Linked DNA regions of Arabidopsis thaliana: region 1 is linked to region 2. The links are chromatin contacts, called in public ChIA-PET maps. All regions are on one chromosome and are shown on one strand. Each heading gives the region's core, a stretch centred on a gene start, on an enhancer-like site or on the middle of the called end of the contact. The rest is flanking DNA. Distances are from core to core; before and after follow the strand shown.

Evidence for each region. ChIA-PET counts read pairs in DNA pulled down with a chosen protein or histone mark.
Region 1: an H3K4me3 ChIA-PET map of shoot shows a contact between it and region 2, with 10 read pairs. The contact joins the promoter of AT5G20840 here to the promoter of NPH4 in region 2. A contact is called at or near these places in 7 of 26 Hi-C or Micro-C datasets (cotyledon, leaf, root and 3 more), 1 of 2 datasets of contacts at active chromatin or transcription factors (shoot) and 1 of 3 other capture datasets (seedling).

Annotation. Positions count from the first base shown.
Region 1 is chr5:7,067,916-7,070,719 of TAIR10.1, reverse strand. It overlaps AT5G20840 (Phosphoinositide phosphatase family protein), which reads left to right and starts at 1,377. Exons shown (of 16, transcript NM_122091.3): 1 at 1,377-2,249; 2 at 2,396-2,597; 3 at 2,703-2,804. The coding sequence starts at 2,148. It overlaps RAD51 (RAS associated with diabetes protein 51), which reads left to right. Exons shown (of 9, transcript NM_122092.3): 9 at 1-229.
Region 2 is chr5:7,020,874-7,023,573 of TAIR10.1, reverse strand. It overlaps NPH4 (Transcriptional factor B3 family protein / auxin-responsive factor AUX/IAA-like protein), which reads left to right and starts at 1,395. Exons shown (of 13, transcript NM_180716.3): 1 at 1,395-2,115; 2 at 2,436-2,548; 3 at 2,649-2,700. The coding sequence starts at 2,070. AT5G03205 (a long non-coding RNA gene) reads left to right here. Exons shown (of 1, transcript NR_142668.1): 1 at 1-130.

The sequences.
Region 1 (2,804 bases), core at 128-2,627, 47 kb before region 2:
TATGTGCTTTTTTTTAGCAACCCCTTCACTTGTATTGATGTCAAAAAACCGTTTTCTTTTGTTTTTGTTTTTAACTGTTGATCATAGTGTAAGCGTACAAGTAAGTGATGATGGAGCAAAAGAGCTTTGTAAGTAAAGTTTTTCGGGTAATGAACCTTTTGTGTTTCACAAACGCACACAGCCTCGTGGTTTATACAACACTACTAAATTTTAACCCACGGTATACCGCGGAGACAATTTATTTTTTAAAGTTACTATATATAAAAGTTTGCAAATTATATTTATCGTAAAAATATTTTTATTTTATAGTTTACGATTGTTATTAAGTAACGTCCCGCCAATCCGTCCCGTAAAAAAAACTCACTGATTTTATTTATGATATGTTTATGAATCATTGTCTAAATATTTTTTAATTTTGTAGTAATTAAATGCTATCTAATATCTCTGCGGTTTGATGATTATAATCGAATTATTATAGTCATGTAGAAAAACAATATCAAAATGATAATTTTGTAGTAATTAAATGATATTAAATATTTCGGAAGTTTTATTTTAATAACTAATCGTGTAGTTAATGTGAAGAGATTTTGGGAAGATTGTCAAATATTTAATTCAAAGATTTTCTTTCTAATTATCAAAAACAATTATTAAATGCCAGTGGCAGCCACTGTAAATAAATTCCAACTCTAGGATTTATTTCACAAAGTGGCTGCAAAAATGTATATATAGATATATTACTTAGTGAACAATCAAATATTAACTAACCATTACTTACAATTAGAATGTCTTATGGTTTATCATGTTTTTTATATACTAATAGGCATTTAATCACATTTCTTTTTATTTAACAACGAAAAATCCATATTATTACAATTTTAAAACATAAAAGCATCACCATCTCCAATGGTTTAATTAGTAATTGTGATTCACATATTGTGATTCTATAAACTCACAAATTGTGATTCGATAGAAGTCTAATTATTATAATAAAAATTGTCATAAGAACACTAAAATAGTTTATCATGTTTTTGTCATACTTTCTCAGATAATTTTCATTTTTTCTGTTGTTGACATCACCATCTCCAATATTCAAAACATGATTTGTTTGTACCTTTTTAGTATTAACAAAACTTTTGTTAGAATGACTCATCCTCTACATATATAAAAAAAAATCATTAGTATTTTTGTATCAAGTCTACAAATGATTTTCATTTACTTTATTCTTTTTTTTTACCAAACACATTTAGTTCTATATACTATTTATTCTTATTAACTAAAGTTACTCAGAATTATAGGTGTAACTGGAAAACTGGATAAAGAGAGAAAGAGAGAGAGTACATAACATAAGTCCTCGAAAGTGCAGCTATTCCATTAGCGGCCAGACAGCTGTTAGTATATATTGCTTCGTCACGGGCTCTTTTTTTTTCTTTTTAATTTAAAGATCCCTTAAAAAAATCTTTTTTGTTTTAAAGAAGAGAGAAATTGTGGTTTTGTTGCGTCGTCGTCGTCGTCTCTCTCTCTCTCTCTTCCCCGATCCAATCTTCTCCTTTGTCTCTCGACACAAACAAAGGAAACAGCTGAGAAAACTATTATCATCATCATCATCTCTCTCTATATCATAAACCCTTCTTTTTCTCTCTATCCTCTTCTTCTTCTTCCTCATATATACTTGTCTTCTTTTTTCAAATTTTACCAATTCGTAATCTCATCTTCTGTTTCATCTGCGAATCTGAGCTTCCTTCTTCGTTTCTTTGGAGCTTCTGGACTCGTGATCGGGTCTCTCTACTTGCTTACCTCTTTTCTCTTTCTATTAGTCTCTCGCATTTGTTCTCGATTCGATTGCAGCAGAAGAAACAATCACTACTGTTTGTTTTCGTCGGTTCTGGAAGATTTTTCTGGGGCTGCTTGATTGTTTTTGCAAGTCCATGGTTTAAATCTCGGGAGCAAGAGATTCGTGTTTTGCTTCAAACCCAACGATACGTGGTCAAAGTTTTAGAGTATCTTTGATTGAATTGCGTCTGAATTGAATTCGACATTTTATTTCGATTTTGAATATTGGTGAATGCTCCGGCGAGATTATTCTCTCAGCCCATCGGCTTGGGCTTAGATCTGTAAATCAAAAGGAACCAATAATTGAGAAATCAGCTATGACCTCATCGCCATCAGTGGAGAATGGCGGCTCAGGCTCCTCTGGATCATCTGCTCTTTTAGGCTGTATGCAACAATTCAAGCTCTTCGAGACTCAAGCGGTATTTTAAAACTTCCACTTTTGAGTATTTTCACTGCCATTTGATTGCTTTTTCTTGTCTCATGAATCAGCTATGAGATCTGTTTTCGTGTTGTACTATTGTTTCACTATAGATATTTGTAACTAACATGATGATATATATTTCAGAATTTCTATATGATTGGTTGGAACGGTAGTGGAGTATATAGAATACTTAAGATAGACCGGCTCGAAGCATCTGAGCTTAATCTCAGAGAGGATTCGACTGCGTATACCAAAAAAGAATGCTACGAGTTGCTTAAACGGATACACGAAGGAAACAAGGCGACTGGTGGACTGAAACTTGTCACTGTTTGTTATGGAATCATTGGTATGTGTTTTTCTCTCAAGTTTATGTTTACAGAAGAGTAGTAGATGGTTTTACTTTACAGATTTGTTCTCACAATTTGTTATTTTTTTTGGCATTTGCTCTCAGGGTTCATTAAGTTTTTGGGACCATATTACATGCTGCTTATAACTGAAAGAAGAGAGATAGGTGAAATTTGTGGTCACATTGTTTACGAAGTGTCAAAGAGTG
Region 2 (2,700 bases), core at 146-2,645:
CTATTAACATTTTTCTTTTTCTTTTTTTAAACGTTAGCTAGGCCTCAAAGTTTCACAAAAAAAAAAGAAAAAAAAAAGCTAGGCGTCGAAATCCATAACTTCAAAAGGCCTTCTTACATTCATCCAATCTCCAAACTTCTGTCTTCACGCATTTATTGCTCAGGGACATCATGTCGCTACTCACTGCCACTTATTTGAATTGACATCCATTCATTCCATACATATATATTACCTTCACTTAAAGTTGTAAGTATATAGAATTTTAAGCATTCCTGCCAAATAAGTTTTGGATCGAACCTAAACTAACAAAGAGGTTACTGTTTTGTAACTTTCTTTTTTGATGTGGGGTCATTCAAAGGGTTTACATGCATTTTACAATGGTCTGTGATGAATATGGAGGTTCAGTCTTTGGTAGATAAAACTTGTTATGTGGCCTTAAACCAAATAGATTGTAGTTTGTACAATGACATATTTATGGTTATATTCGGTTTTCCAATATGTTTAGGAATATATATCACCGTTTTTTTTTGGGTAGACATTTTAACGATTATAGAGGAAAATTTTGAATGATGGCTGTACTGGGAAAAGAGTGTAAGTTGTGATCATCATATGTAATTTTATTTTGTGTGACATTATAACACTTCTTCCAAAAGACAAAAGTTTAGGTTAATTAATATAAGAAACCAATAAAGAATCATGAACAAAGAGAGAACTTCTATCATTTTTGATATGAAATCGTCCGTTAAAATATTGTTCTTTGTGATCGCATATGCTGTATGTACTTAGATTTGATCAATTAATCAACATTTACAACAAAATAAGATCAATTGTTTATAATGATGATCTAAGCGAATTTAGATTTGTTTGTTATTATAGAACTCATTACTAAACATTTAAGTTCCATTCTCGTTTAAAACATGAACGCTAGTTTATGAAACTCAGAACCAACCATGTAAAACTCCACAAAATTTCTAGTAAAATGCTTTTGTTCAAAATAATGAAAATCATAAAATTTTTTGATGAATTATGAATCCTAAAATCTATCTGAATTAAATATAGTTAACTACAAAAGAAATTGCCAAACATATATGTACGCACTTTGATCAAATAACTAGCTAGTCAGCTTAGTTTGTTTTTTTCAATACATCCCCTATAAATCTATGTTATCCCTAATCAAGTATTACAATAAATGATACAGTAATAATAACCTTAATGAAAAAAACTTATCAAATTATCAGAGATAAGGAAAAAGAAAACACTAATAAAGTTGTTTTTTTGTGTGTCAAAGTTAAAATTTTAGAGGACAATAATAACATTAAGAAATTAAATCGTGGCCAGTTTGCTAGTGAATATGTCGGCTTCATGAGCATAACTAAATAGGTATAAAAAAATAAAAATATCGGAAAAAGAAAAGAGAAGGAAAAAAAAAGGAGAGGAAGAAGAAAAAGCTGTTCCTGTGCTTTAGCAGACCTTTTGGTAGTTGTCCTGGTCGCTGATCATCCCTTTCCGACAACTCTGTTGCTCTTTCTCTCACGTTTGAGTCTTAATCTTCGATTGTCCTTGGTCATCCTTAAGTTTTGTTTTTCTCTTTCGATTCATTTTCCAGATTTCTTTTTATAGAAACCCGTCTCTTTGATTTGATTCCCCCCAAGAAAGGAAAGCAAAACAAAGAAGAGCAGCTGAATCAAGTAACTTTGTGGGTGTTTTTGAATTATCTGACTCGAGATAAAGAGCTTCGTTAAAAACGGAATCTTTTTTAAGGTCGTATGCTTTGTTTGTCTCTCCGGAGATTCCGCGTGTGAAAAGTCGTGGTTTTTGATCTCTTTGAGATACTTAAAATTTCCGAGAAATTGGCGGCTCTGTCGGAGATAAAAAGCTGAGATCTTGGAGTTCCCCATTTCTGATTAACGATTCTCTCTGCTGTTACTTGAGCTAGGAAGCTATTAACAACTTGAGTGAAAGTTTAGGGCTTTTGATGAAGCTCTCACGCAAAGAGCTTAGCTTTGTATAAGCTCAGATTCAGATTATTTATTGGGTTTATTCTTCAGAGAAAGTAAAGTTGAGTGATCATGAAAGCTCCTTCATCAAATGGAGTTTCTCCTAATCCTGTTGAAGGTTTGTGTGTTTCTCGTATCTGATAAATGTCAATCCTTTAGTAGAAGAAATTCATTGCTGGATTTGAATAGATTCAAGTTTTAAGTAGAAGAGGTCACACATTTCTTCAGAATTGCTGGATTTGAGAACCTGAATTGAATTGGTTTCGGTCATTTTCTGCTTAGAGAGTAAGCTAAGTTACTATTGTATTGGTTTATAAAGACTGTGGCTTTTAGTTGGTTTAGAGCAGTTCTCTCCTATCTTGTTGGTTTGATAATAGTAACTGAATGAAGATCCTAGAGATTTTAAGTAATCACAGCTTTGATGTTGTGTGAATGCAGGAGAAAGGAGAAATATAAACTCAGAGCTATGGCACGCTTGTGCTGGGCCATTGATTTCGTTGCCTCCAGCAGGAAGTCTTGTTGTTTACTTCCCTCAAGGTCACAGTGAGCAAGTATGTTGTTCAATAAAGTTTGGTATCATTCGCGGCTGATCAAGAATGAGTCGCTGATTGGAAATTTCATGTGGTTGCTATTTATTTTTCTGTTTCTTAGGTCGCGGCTTCAATGCAGAAGCAGACTGATTTCATACCAAGTTACCCGAATC